Regions from separate parts of the Sus scrofa genome. Here regions 1 and 2 are each linked to region 3. A link is a contact called in public Hi-C and HiChIP or PLAC-seq data. All regions are on one chromosome and are shown on one strand. The core of a region is the stretch at or near the end of the contact, and the rest is flanking DNA. Distances in the headings are between cores, read along the strand shown. Region 1 overlaps TCF4 (transcription factor 4). Region 2 holds the start of TCF4 (transcription factor 4). Region 3 has its middle 160 kb from the start of TCF4.

Region 1 (4,840 bases), core at 1,354-3,853, 230 kb before region 3:
GATCATGCTAAGAGCTTGAAAATACTTGTTGATCAGTTACTATGAGCTAAAACACTGTTCTAAATGCTTCAGATGTATTAACTAATTTCATTCTCATAACCTGATGAAGTAGGTACTTATATTATCCTCATTTTACAGAGAAATTACATAATTGTATTGCTCCATGTTCCAGGAAGTAAGTAAAAGACCTGAGATTTAAAGCTAGAGTCCATACTGGAAAGCCCACCCTTCCCAGCTTGCACTTACTTGCTCTTTCATTTTAAAATACCAGAAATCTGTACAGTCAACACTGTTGCTGTGCATACTCTTTTATACCTTGGAACACTTAATAACAAACTGCAAATAACAAAACTGCAATGCATGATAGGTGCAACAAAAATCTTCATTTCATAACCTCTATAAGAAATGTGCTTACTCTTGAAAAATGATGTGCTGAGTTTTAAAAAAATCCAAATAAATCTGAATTGCATTTTGATTAACTGTTAAAACAGATGATCTGAAATAAAAGAGTAAATATTCTCTTGAAAATTGTAGGAAGACTCTGTATGTTATTAAATCATTATTTTTTTAAACAGGAAAACTACTCTATTTCTGAAGTTTGCTAACTTGCTGACCTTGAATATTCCACACCAAAATAAAAATATACATCTATATGTGTTCTAATTTCTATAAGTACTCAAGTTGTATGTCAACTTACTATTCCCATGTATTATGGATTTCCTAAAGCAATATTACACCTATGGCAGATTTTAAATCCTATTCATGCAGGACTAACACATCCAAAGCCTTGATATTATCTAAATTATTCTCTGCTCAAATTCAAGTTACCTAAAAGCAAGCAGTTGCAGCAACAAAAAACATACAGGTGTTACAGACACATGTATACATGTGTCCAAGCACACACACCCTATCACCACCACCATCGCCACCACAAATACTCAGCTCAAATGCTGGTTCTACTACCTATTTTTTTAGCCTTAATCCACTGTGTAGAAAACTACTCAGAAAATATTTGACACCCCCTGCCAATAGAGTATGTAAAAGAGGCCATCAGTCAGAATTTACCAAAGTAAGTTCTCCTAGAAAACTGGAGAGCTAAGGGAATGACCACCTCTAACAAATAGTTTACAGGCAACTCAGACCATCAGGGACAGAACCTCCAGTGGCCTAATGTGACATCCAGAAATGACTGCCCCCAAATCCTCAGCCCCTTTGCACTAGAACAATCGCGGCTTATCTCTCAATGAACATCATTTCTCAAAATCCTGCCTCAGAAGCACCTGGAGAACCTTCAACATCATCCAAACCTGCCTCCCATGGGAATTCCTTTAAACCAGACATTCCTGGGAGTCAGAGCCAAAAATAAAAGGAAAAGAGGGTGAAAAAAAAATCATGGGAAGTTAAAATGTTAGGACTCCCGCCAGGGAAATTCCTTTGGTGATCAGTCCCTATCTTCACCCTGAAACATACCTTTGAAGGGCTGAAATAACAGTTCTCTTTGGAATTTTTCAGACATTAAAATGACTGGGGAAAAAAAAATTATCGAAAGCAATCATCCTAAGGAATAAATAAAAGAAATGAAAGCAAAACCAGATTTTAACCAACATTAGCCTTCCACTTTCTCACACCATTTTTCCCTTTCATGTGTGTCTCCTTTAAATGTCTTCTAAACAAAAAGCCAAGTGTGGTGTCACTCAGTGAATAAGAGTGACAGTTACCACATCTTCTGACTCAGAATTAAGGGGACAAATTCATAACCTAAAACTCCAGAGATAGCCTTCCGCTTGCCCCTCAGACTGAGTCACAGCAGAAAACCAAAGATTTCCATTCCCGTACTTCTCTGTCTAGAGAGATTTATGACACTCAGCATTTTGATAAATACAAGAAAAAGAGCGAAAACAAGCAGAAATGTTTATAATATTTCCCATTTCAGTGTACAACTTGACAGAAATTTTTTAAATATTTCAAAGCATCATAAGAATTCATTACTCTAAACCAGGCATTTCCAACTGAAAGTCTTATGATCTCAGACATAAAGGTCCAGTGATTCAACTTATAAGCAGAGGACTCAGACATTGAGAGATCAAACATTTTAATCGAAAAGCAGGCTTTTGAAACCCAGGTTCTGTAAATATTTATCTCCTTTTTCCTCTTCCATAGGAAAAGGAAGTAATAAATTCCCCCAATATATCAGGTGATTAAGACTCTGAAACACAACGTGCAAACTCTGAAATACAACGTGAACTGAGATCTCCACGTAAAAGGTCCATCTTTTAAGGAGACGTCTCTGTTCCTCTTCTTTGCTTAGTGGAAACAGAACATGAGTTAATGATGACGGCAGATTTTCATTTATTTGTAAACATCAGTCAATAGATGGGGAAATGATATTGGCTCTGTGTTTATAAGCCACAGTAGAAAATTGAACAATAGCAGACCTTTACTGAAACAAAAATAAAATATGAGTCAACAAGATCCTTGCCAAACAGAGGTCTCAGGACAGCCTTGTTCAGTCTTCTGGGAATCCCACTCCAATAAGCACAATAAAAGCAGGACGTGCCTCATTTCCTTCAACCCCTCAACATGCCTCTCTTGGAGATGTTTGTAAATTTCCTTCCTCTACGCATCTAGCTGGCAAACTGTCGTCATTTCTTTGGGGTAATAATATCCTGTTGATGTCTGGGTAGATCTGTTTTGAGTGTTTCCTCTACACCGCACATATACTTTTAATATTCTTTTTCAACACAACGCCAGTAAATTATTTTTCAACGTATTTGAACATAGTTCAGCGAGGTATGATTTGATTAGATGGAACGAATGGCATGAGATTCTAATAAAATGCTGGTTTTACTTGTGGATTTACAACCTAGATTTAGATAATAAAGTAACTCCAACAGGAAAGAAAGAGGCATTTTCTGCTTTTTTTCTGAAATTGAAAATATTTACCTATGCTGCTTTATTAATATAAATATTTTCATTCAATCCCTATGCTGGAGTTTGGAAATTTCACACAGCAAAAGAGCAGCCTTACCACTAAAACACTCACTTGTGAAAATGGCAACTTTTATTTTACTTCATATAAAAATTGCACTAAGCACTTTAAAAAGAGAGTTTTAAAATGTATTCCAGAATGAAGGTTAAATACACTATAAATTCAGTCAAATACAATGAGTGATTTAAAACTTTGGCCTAAATAAAATATTTTTTAAAACAAAAATGTATTTATACCTGAGAGTCTATTTCTTAGACAAAGAAGTTTTACCTAAAGCTAAATAATTCCAGGCAGAATTACACTTCTCAATAAAGTTATATGATATAAAGGGAGAAAATTATACAGAATGACAGCTTTGAAAAATAATACTCAAAAAGTAAAATAAGACTAACTCTCAACTAATGTAATTTGCACTTAGGCAGACATTTTGGTTACAAAGACAGCAAAAGCTGATTTGTGAAAAACTAAAAATAATTGATTATCACTACAAAGCATTAGATTTGGAGCTAAATTAATTGACATGTAGCATTCACTGCAATTCCAGATAACACCTTATTTAACACATGAAATAATAAGAATCATGATCCTGAAAAATGTCCAATGTCATTAATAATCCAGAAAATACCTACTTTAAAACAAAAACAATCAGATACCAGATTTTTCAATACCAACTTAATAAGATAAAAATAATGCAAAGTGGCACAGCCTTCCTAGACAGCAATTTGACAAGATATGTAAAGAGCCTTTCACCTAATAATTCCCTAGGAAACTATCCTAATATCTTTGTAAATGAAGACAAGTATTTAAAGACAAGGCTGTTCCAAACAGTGGTCAACAGGAAACTGTTTAAATAAATTTTGGAAGAACCTATGATGGGATATGATGCTGCCTTTAAAAGATCATGTTTTTGAAAATGTCTAAGAACATTGGAAAAATGCTCATGATAAAATGTTAAAAAGTAATATACACATTTCATATTAAGTTTTTAAAAACAAAAATTAGAATCTTCAGTCTTCAAAATATTAATATTGGATATCTCCACAAAGAAGATATATTATATTTAGTCAGAAAAAACTGAATAAAGTTTATATATAGTTCCTAATTTCAAGTTTCTCATAATCTATTATTCAAATTAATTAAATTCAAGTATGGGTGGGGAGTGTGATGTATAATGGATTCAAAAATGACAGAATGTTCATAATTATCAAAGCTGTATAATAATGGATATATGGCAGTTTATTATACTATTCTCTTTATAACTGTTTGAAATTTCTGCAAATAACTTCCAAATAAGAATTTTAACAATAATTAAAAGGCATGGAAAATATAATAAGTGTCCTAAGAGTTAGACAAATAATATAAAATTCAGAGATGAGAAAAAATCATGTCTGGAGGAGGTATTGGCAAATCTTTGAATAACTAATAAGATTTCAATAGGCGAATTAGGTACTTGCAGGTAGGAATGAGTATGATGAGCGAAGTTATAGTGGGGAAAGGCAACTGGCCTTGAGCATTAGGCCAGTAAGTAACTAGTAACAAACCTGTGAAATCTAAGTGCTGCTCTCAAATTAGATCAAATTCCCTAATAGAAGATAGGGAGGCACCAACTTTTGGATTCCAACTAGTTGCAAGTCCCCTAATGAGTCAGTATTCTGCATATACAAATGTTCACCTGGCATGAAGAGGATAAAAAAGCATCATTGACTATTGCAGACTTCTGGGCCCACCCTTGCTCACTGAAGTAAAACTATCCCTTTTACTGGTGGATGATTCCTGGGTAATTCCCATGGGTTCTTTATTCTCAGTGGACAAAACCTCTCTGAGATCGAGGCAGGATGAAGGACAGAAGAC
Region 2 (4,928 bases), core at 564-3,063, 160 kb before region 3:
CGTGCACCGCCGGCGCCGAGGCGGCGTTCATGTCTAACCACTGCCTCCACCGCCACCACCTCCTCCGCCTGCGCCCGCGCCCGCTCCTGCTCCTTCCCCGCCGCCGCCGCCGCCGCCGCCACTACAGATCCGCAGACACACAGCCAAGATCCCTGACTCTTAACACCAACTCTCTTCTCCGGGGAGGGGAGGGGACGAGGGAAGGGGGGGAGGGGGAAACACGCCGAGGCGCACGGAATTGCAAGTTCAGCAAAGAAATGGGTGGGGGGGCTCCGGCGGGGAGACGCGGCTCGCTCGGGTCGGAGTGGATGGGATGCACCCCCACCCCCCCGAGGGGAAAAAAAAAAATCTCAACACCTCCCCCGCCTCGCAAAAGAAAAAAAAAAAAAAAATACAAACGAAATTTCATCGAGCACCTCATTTTCCCTCAGATCGTCAGTTACAATCTGAAGCCTGAACAGTTCAGTTTTTGCCCGTTTCATCCATCGGAGGCACTTTGAAATTTATTCGAGTTTACATCCCCTCACTTCTTTCTTTCTCTGACTCTCGTTCCCTCTCACTCACACATCCACACACACGGCAAAGCAAGTTTATACTAGGCTGCAAATACACGTGATGCAAAAAGACTTTGCCAAGAGGAACAATATTTTTCTTTTTCTAGATATAAACCAAGCCACATTTTGCTGGGGAGATTTTCATGTCGGTACTTCTGCGTTGGGGGCGAAACCTAAATTACATACTTTCTTTCCCCTCCCTGTAAAGTCACAGAATAGTATAACTGCTAACTTCGCCAAAAAATAAATAAATAAATAAAAGACAATTTTTGAGGGTTGGTGTTGTTTTGTTTTTACACTTGAGTTCCTAGGCACGCTAAGCCCTCGTTCGCCAGCACTTTAAGTTTTTAATTCAACATTTACCATTACAGGCCCTGCATGCTCTTAAAACATACTTTTTTTCACATCACTTTTTAGGATTAAAATTAAGCTGCACAAATCTATCGTTTCATAATAACAAACGTGCTTTATCAAGTATATCCAACATACGCTATTTTAACATGGGTTAAAACACACACTTTATAAACCCTGTTATTGCTAGAGGTGCGAGTACATACACAGAATGCATGCACACACTTTTTCTCATTGGCAATTATTTAATAGGTCGTTCCTTTTGTTTTAATTAAACACTGGGATCTACATTTTAAAAATTAAATTCAATTACAAACAGTTTACTCTGACAGCAAATTGTAACGTTACCTTAAATGGCCACAAATATTCTCACAATATTCCAAGGAAAGTGACTTTAAAAAGAGAGACAAAAATCTTCTGCAAGTACTTAGTATCTCACATGTGTATCCCCCAAAAAAGTATTTTAACTGGTACTCAGTTCTGCTCCAGGGATATCCACAAAATACAAGATTATGCACCTGGCTCTGGTTTTTGCATTTTCCACCATAAAACTGCAACAAAATTCCCTCCCCCCAAAAAGAAATCATTAAAAAAAAAAATCCGACAACTTTTTCTTATTGTTTATAAAAAATAGCAATACAGGATAGTTATGATTTTTCCTCAAACAAGTCTTGGTGGTGCTTTTTTTTCTTCTCCTCTTATAAAGTCTTAAACTTGTTCCAAGTTTAGAGGTGTCTCATCATCATCATCCTCCTCCTCCTCATCATCATCACCATTGACTCCCCTGTGGAGTCACATTGATAATAATAGGTTTCCCTGAAAGATACATTGTAATCCATTCACATCCGGGCACTGCGGGCTTATAAAGAGAAGGCGCTGCGGCCGCGGCTGCTCCTCCAGACAATGACTGGGGAGGGGCGGGGCGGGAGCGGGCGACCATAGAGTAGTAAACAGAGCGCCTAGAGAGGCGATCAAGATGGCGGCGCGTGCGGGCCACGCCTCCTCCGGAACGGGAGGTGGGTGGCTGGATTCAGGCCGGCGTCGCGCGTGAGGGCTGAACTGCCAGGGCTCCCGAGGCTGGAGCCATTCGCGGGCCCTGTGCTCCTGCGCGTTGCTTAAAGTTCCCGGTGCTTTCCCTTCTCAGTTCTTTGACTCCAAAGTGTAGTTTGCAAATCAATTAAGTAATTAAACTCTTTAAGACTTGCACAGAGGAGTCAGATACCCTGAGGGAGGATCGGGAAAGGGAGGCCGAGAGAGGCCACATCGGCCTCCCCAACGGAAAGGTCGAGCCTGGATCTCCTGCAAAGTGAAGCTGGTGCTCTTAGCGAGGCGTGGGTGACGCAGAAAGAGGCCACTGAGCCAAGTTGTAGCGCCTGGGCTTCGAGAGCAATGTGGGTCCTCTCCTGCAGGGCCCTCACCCTTTTTTCTAGGCACCCCCGGAAAAGTGAGAACTTTTCAAGTCCAGAAGTCTACTGGGAGAAGATGTTCCTTTACTCCCTTTAAACTGAGACCAGTTTTACCGTGACCCACTCCTTACTCAACGTGTAGTTCTGGCCCAGAGTTCTACCTTCTCTAGCCAGTTTTCTGGTCTGTGCAATGCAAATAACAAACGCCCGCTTTATGAATTTCCTACGACTTAGAAGGATAAAGATAGAGCCGCCCCGAAAGAAATCTTCCCTTTCCATCTCTAATTCCTCGCTAAACCAACTGATATCTCTAATCTAGCCCATGGGATTTGAAATGGAGATTACTCCAAAATAATAGCTTTTAGTCCTCCCACTGGAGAAATGCAAGTAATGATGACAGGTTAGCACTTACATGTTTACTATGTGCCAGACACTGTTCTAAGAATTTCTCAAATATTAGCTGTTTCAATCCTGAGAGTGACTCTGTGGAGTTTGTGCTACTACTTGACCCAGGGCCATTTAGGAAGTGGTACAAACTTGCCTAAATTACACAACTTTATTAAGTGATAGCGCCCACCTTGGAAGGCAGGCTGTCTTCAATTAGAGTCAACATCCAGCCACATTCCTATACCATCTGGCAATGGGAACGTCCTAATCTCCATTTTCTGATGCAATGCAATTCTGTGCCAGTGACAAGAGTTCTGATCAATTTTCATGATCTTTTGTTCATATGCAAATTTTAGGGAACAAGAATTGGGGCATTTATAGGTTGTTTCCTGTCTCTTCACACACTGTGCAGATCTCTGTCTTTCCTACCCATTCCGTGTTCTTATCTTAAAATAAAATTTTACATTTAGACACTACTTTATGCTGCATTATCACAAGCACTATCTCTGATTCTCAGATTCTCTATCGGCTACACTGAGATGATGTAATCAAAATCACAAACGTTTGTTTAGGAGAAATATTCTACTGGCTCTACCTCTAATCAGCCCTGGGACCTAAGGCTTGATGTCAGTATCTTTTACTGTTAAATGCAGAGAACAGATTAGATAATCCCATAAGATTCCTTCTAGTTTCCAAATTTTAAGATTCCCCCTTCCCTTGAATTTCAAGAGGAATATATCCATCCAGAAATCAATGGGAGGAGCATCTAGGACCTAAATGCACCCCAGTTGCTGGCTACTGATTTTTTTTTAACTGCACCCTACAGTCAGAAAACCATGCAACTGTTCTTCCTATTTTTTAACTAAGGGACAGATTTGAATTTTTTTTTTTTTCCCTGAAACATCAGAAGAATAAGTATGCTTATGAAGACTGGTGGTACCTTAGAAGACGATAGAATCCAGAGGAACTTAAGATAGAAAGGGAAATGTAGCAGATATGTTTTGGGGTAGCTGCTCCATCACCTACAGAATCCTTTCCCTAGGAACCTGTTCATAAATCCCGATAATAACGGTAGAACTTGATGGGGGTATCGCATGACTCTTTTCTGACCCAGCCCCACCCACCTGAGTTGACTGGACCATCGGAACTAAAAGAGGAAGAGATTGGCAGTGTCTATAGTGAGTGATGGATCTAAGATGTTGGAGTCAGCTGACCCGGGCTGTGGTGCCAGGAAGCCAAGCCATGTGAGAGCCATGGTTATGGGGAAACAAAAAGTATGACTAAGCAGAGGAAACTTCTCTTCAGATGAGAAAGAAAGATTTTGGAAGTTTGGGGAGAAAAGCAGACAATTTAGTCCTGGGAAGAAATGCTTATTGATACTTTCCCAATTATTTGAGGATTAACTTACCTCCTGTCCAAAGATAACTGACCCCTGAACCACTCCCCTTTCCTAACTGAGCTAACCTGAGTACTTTTCTGATCCTTACAACCAAACACTTTAACTAGAAAACAGCAACAACGAAAAGAGCTTTGAATTTCAGCATTTCAGAACAGTCCTTATCATTCAAAAAAAAAGTAGTGACTACTCTTAAAGGGGTCAACAATTTGTTCCACTCCCTTGGGCCAGAGATTCTATCTAATTTACTGTGCCGTATAGTCAGGAGCGTATGTACATTGTCATTCCCCTTTTTTCACCCATTGTAACCTTGGGCAAGTTTCACATCTTGTCAGACATAAAAAAATTAACTTGTCCTCAATACATTATCTGACTGCTTAAAATCAAATGCAGTAGTGGAGATGAAAGTGCTCTGCAAATGACAAATTCCAATCCAATGTGAGGCATCACTATTGCATAAAGGGAGTTGATGCCTAAAGATAGTATTTCTTTCATAGGAGTGTGGAAGGAGTGGCAAGTATTGAAACCCAGTGAGTCATAGTAAAGAACAGACATTGAAGGGTGCCTGGACCAAACCCTTCATTTGAGTGAAAGATGTCAAGACTCAAGTGGAATGGCTCATCCTGGGTCACATTGCTAATGAGTTACAGAGCCTGGAGTAGCCCTCTAAGAACTGAGTGGCAGTCCAGAATGTCATGACATTCTCCTTCAAATTCATCCAGTTTTCTCCTCTCCAGGTTTATAATAAATAAGCAGACAAAACCACATACACACACAATCAGATCTTTGATGATCTAATGAAATTCATCTCAAAATTCAGCAAATAATTTTTGG
Region 3 (4,353 bases), core at 860-3,359:
TTCTCCTCCACCTGCTCAGACCTTCACAGCTTGCTTTTATAGTTATCTGCCCTCTTCCCAGAGTCTTGGTACATTCAAACACTAGAACCCTTGCCTTTCCCAGGATAGGGGTCGAATCAGAGCTGTTGCTGCCTGTCTAGGCCAGAGCCACAGCAACGCTAAATCCAAGCCGAGTCTGTAACCTATACCACAGCTCATGGCAACGCCAGATCCTTAACCCAGCGAGCGAGGCCAGGGATCGAACCCGCAACCTCATGGTTCCCAGTCGGATTCGTTTCTGCTGTGCCACGATAGGAACTCCCTGTCACACCTTTCTTGAAGCCACTAATAGGAAATAAGAAAAATTCACTTGGACTTGTCTTTCTTAATATCATTTCCCCCCACTAATCTAAAGATCCTCCCAGAAAGTAATTAATTTCCCATTTTTCCTCTGTAACTAATCAAGATTAAAAACACTAATTCTCAAGTTCTTCTTTACCCCTTCCTTAGTCAATTCTAATTCTGCTCCTATCTAGTTATAAAAGCCCTCAGGCAATTTGCTTTGGGCTCTCTACAGGTTTCTGCTCTGTAAAAGGATTGGATTAAAACTCATACCCTTTTTCTCAAGTTGTGGAAACAATTCAATGAGATAATGCAAGTAAAGTTTTGGATAGATAGGTGCCTGGGGAAATATATTCCACCCCTATCTCTTCTTCGTAGGTTGGTATTTTATCTATCTAAAAGGCACAGAAACTAAAGGTTTTCTTGACCTTTTTTTTCTCCAGGGCACTAAATTCCTATTTCCTAACATTTTTCTAACAGACCTTATTTTCCCATCATGTACTTATTGCAACTTCTCCATTCCACATCATGTTAGAAACGGAACCTAACAGGGTTCGATAAAGCCAGTAACAAATTTCTTTTCCTTCTCCCTTTCCACTTAGCCCTCTCCCCCCAAAAAACCCTCCCCCCAAACAGCCCCCCCCCACCAAAAAAACTTCAAGAGTGACAGAGGAACAAGGCCCTCAAAGTTATCAATTAAATAATCTTCATCTTATGGTCAAAGAAAGAATGTTTCTTTGGGTTAAGAGAGTAGCTTAAAAATAAGGGGGAAAAAGGGTGTCTTTCCTTACTTCGTATTCATCAGCAGCATCCTTGGATTCCCTTTGTTTGCACAAGCGCAAGGTGCTGTGGGGCCCTTTAACACCTGCTTGGGTTCTTGTGAAAGCCTGTCTGATATCAAACATTCTGGATCACAGAGATGTTCATAGTGAATATGATACAATGAGCATGGGAAACGAAATATTTCCCATCCAGTAATATTTAATGTAAATGCTTTTAATAACTTGCTTATAAGGAATTCTTCTTGGTGGTTAAAACCAAGGAATTAGGGATCTAAGATACAACAACCAGAAAGAGAGTTGAAGCACTCCCTTCACGAGCTTCAGAAATATGAATTCTGTGTTCAGAAAACTTCCCACACTCTGGTTAATACATCCTCTGATTTAGAAAATGCCAGCAGCCCTGGCAGTTTCTGATGATGGATAATTTTTCCCCCCTTCAGGGCTCCAGACAGTTGGTGCTTAAGTGTCTACAATTTAAAGTTTTACATGTCTTCCTTGGGCTGTCATATGTTTACCTATCCCGTCCAGGACATCTCTCTAAATAATCTCTGAGTGGAGAATAACGATCCTTTCCTAGGAGATTTATCCGAGAAGGAACGTGCGCGGGGCCCTTCAAATTCCGAGGCTCAGATTTCGTTCCTGGCAGGTCAGATGGTGCGGTCTGTGGGCCCGAGGGATGCGCACAGCTGTCCCTACAAGAGGCACGGAGCACAGGTGCTCGGCCTCCCGCCGCTGAAGTCTCAGGGAAACTGCTGCACTGACATGTGAGTCGCAGGCAGTTTAACCTCGGATGCTCGACCCCTGAGGGCAAAAGAAAAAGTCTGAACCACCTACAGGGCTTCTGTCGCGATTAAAGCCCCTGTCCCTCTGCCGCCAGCCCTCCATCCACGCCGACATAGAGTCTTGGATTTGGATCTCGCTATACGAGCCTCCGCTGGCTACATCTCCATTATTTTCGCTGCGCGCGGTCCGGACCGGCTCGGCGGCGGAGGCCGAGCCTGTTTCGCTGGCCGGGGGGGCGTCCCTGTCCCCTGGCGGGCCACTGTAACTGCAGCCCTTTGGCCTGCGGTGGGCGTGCCCTCGTGCGCTCTTGCGGCGCCGCTATCTCTGTCGCCGACCGAGCGCCACGAGATCTTCCAACAAGTCGGGCTTGGAGCGCGCTCCTCGCGGTAGCCGCGCCGCCTCGGCGCGCCCGGCCGACCCTCCCGGAGCCAACCGCCCTGCGTTGTCGCCGCCGGCCTTGCCACGCGGTGCCTCCGCTCGGGCGCCAAGCGGCAGCTGCCTCGCCCGGCCTTATAGCTGATCATACTGCAGCGCGACACAGGGCCCCAAAAGGCGTCGTCTCCTCGGCTGCCCCGTGGTTTCTTTGCGGTTCAGCCTCCTTAACCTGGGGAGAAAGCCACATTTGATGGGATCTTTGATCAATCCTAGCGTTTCCTCCAGGTGTTTAGCTACCTCAGTTTTTCATTATTCTGCATTCCCTTTTGATTCAGTCATCTTTCCTCTTTTGGGTTGTGGGTTCTTCAAAGTTTAGACCTGGAATATTAAAACAACGTTATTTACAGTTTTATAATGGGGGCAAGGGCAAGCATGGGGAATTGGATGCTGAGTGGGTTTTTAATTTACAGACAAAAATCGTTTCACTGCCTGACTCAGGCTCTTAATTGTCCTCTCTGAACCTCAACTACTTCATCTATTAAAGTAAAATTTAAAACAGTTTTATCTCACCTGCCTTAAAGTAGAGGTTTGGTTAGATGACCTCATGAAGGGATCTTCCAGAGCTAGGATCTCTAAAAGATTTTGTGATCTGTAGTTTCAAAAGTTAAGATTAGAACTGTATCATTTCTTGAAAGTAGTGAGTGAAGAGCATTTTCTGTGCATCAAGTGTCAGAAGCAGGGGCTCTTTTTTCTCCCCCTCTCACCAGTTGGGGCAGGCTAGGGCTCTCTACACTCTGAATGTCACTGTCACAAACACACACTCCTGGAGTAGAGCTGGGGATTATTTAGTCCTTTAGGATTCTTTATACCATTGATTCTCTCCACTCATACTGATAATACAACAGTTAACTATATATTTAGAGTTTCTCCTCCTTGTCTCATGTTTTCAGAGAGAGAAGGGGGTGGGGAGAGAGGCTATTTCTCTTCTTTAAAATTAAAAAAAAAAAAATCAATCCCATTGATTAATGTAGAAAGTCAAAGACCCAAATCCCTTCCATTACTCTCCACTGTGATTAAAACTGAAGTGTTCTGAAAAATGTCATTTCAAATTGCAAGGAAGCAGAATCTCTCTTTCTCTCTGTCTCCCCTTCCCGATTTCTCTCTCTCTCTCTCTCTCTCTCTCTCTCTCTCTTTTTAAGGGAGACATAGAGATGTGCCCTTATGCTTTTTGATTCAGGAGTTTAAGAGGCCACAACTCAGAGCCAGCTGAGTTGACTGACCGCTGATTTTAGGTGTGCCCAAAGTGAGACAGTGCAGAGCCTTCCAGAAAAATCTAGAATATTACCTGTGTGTTTACATCGCTAAATTATTTCAGATATGTTGTTTTGACCCACCCTTTCCCTGGGATACAAGAGCCAACCTTCTCTGAGAGGGGGAGAAAAAGAAGGAAGATGTGTGAGCTCCCCCTGGTGCTCTTCTGTATTCAGGCGGATTGAAAAGAATTTCAGGGAAACAGGTCTACACGAGCAGAAGGGAAAATAAATTATCTGGATTATTTCTTTGTAAAAGGCCACTTCTGTGCTGCCAGGCAGGTTTCTGTTCAAGGTCTCTATGCTTGGATTCTTTATTTCACCTTGTCCATATAGACCTGGCTTTATTAGCTAATGTCACTTCTGTCAAGAGGTGGAGGAGAAATCTATGCCTTGTCAGAGAACATGCTGACAAAGCAAAATCTGAAGTGGGGATTTGCAGCTGCCCTGTGGCTGGGATTACTCCTGGAATCAAATTGGATTACTTTTTGTCTAGCATTGTTCTCATTGTTAGTCTACAGTTATTCATTTCACTGAATCATTTTCACACACTTCTCTTTGTGCAAGTAGGTATCACAAAGATACCCATGGGACTGGTACAAACCACATCGACCAGTAGGACCTTTAATTCTCAATCATATCTCCTATCCAGTAATATCCTATACTTTTAATGGCCTTTTTAAACACTCAGGGTCAGAGGTCTTGGTGGGGTCTGGTCCCCAGTCAAAGCTTTGGGGGAAGTTCCACACAGTCTAGTGGATGACTTCATCACAGTGGCTTTC

Evidence for each region. Hi-C and Micro-C count contacts between places; a contact is called where the count stands out from the background. HiChIP or PLAC-seq counts read pairs in DNA pulled down with a chosen protein or histone mark.
Region 1: a contact with region 3 is called in an H3K27ac HiChIP or PLAC-seq map of skeletal muscle, with 6 times the contacts expected there. The contact joins two enhancer-like sites. A contact is called at or near these places in 5 of 47 Hi-C or Micro-C datasets (embryonic fibroblasts, heart right ventricle, liver and 2 more) and 1 of 2 datasets of contacts at active chromatin or transcription factors (skeletal muscle).
Region 2: a contact with region 3 is called in a Hi-C map of skeletal muscle, with 6 times the contacts expected there. The contact joins the promoter of TCF4 here to the enhancer-like site in region 3. A contact is called at or near these places in 2 of 5 promoter capture datasets (fetal skeletal muscle and liver), 12 of 47 Hi-C or Micro-C datasets (alveolar macrophages, brain, embryonic fibroblasts and 6 more) and 1 of 2 datasets of contacts at active chromatin or transcription factors (skeletal muscle).

Annotation. Positions count from the first base shown.
Region 1 is chr1:105,002,823-105,007,662 of Sscrofa11.1, forward strand. All of the region lies in intron 3 of TCF4 (transcription factor 4), which reads right to left. Among named protein-coding and RNA genes, the nearest start is that of TCF4, 75 kb to the right of the region's middle. Within about 2 kb of position 2,604, at least 28 of the 83 cell types and tissues checked have an H3K27ac peak or open chromatin away from gene starts, as enhancers often do. A contact at or near this core is called in retroperitoneal adipose tissue and skeletal muscle, where this site is marked.
Region 2 is chr1:105,078,106-105,083,033 of Sscrofa11.1, forward strand. It overlaps TCF4 (transcription factor 4), which reads right to left and starts at 1,814. Exons shown (of 20, transcript XM_021093491.1): 1 at 1,254-1,814. LOC110256984 (a long non-coding RNA gene) reads right to left here. Exons shown (of 3, transcript XR_002339086.1): 3 at 4,882-4,928.
Region 3 is chr1:105,235,697-105,240,049 of Sscrofa11.1, forward strand. No RefSeq gene overlaps it. Among named protein-coding and RNA genes, the nearest start is that of TCF4, 160 kb to the left of the region's middle. Within about 2 kb of position 2,110, at least 32 of the 83 cell types and tissues checked have an H3K27ac peak or open chromatin away from gene starts, as enhancers often do. A contact at or near this core is called in brain, fetal skeletal muscle, retroperitoneal adipose tissue and 2 more, where this site is marked.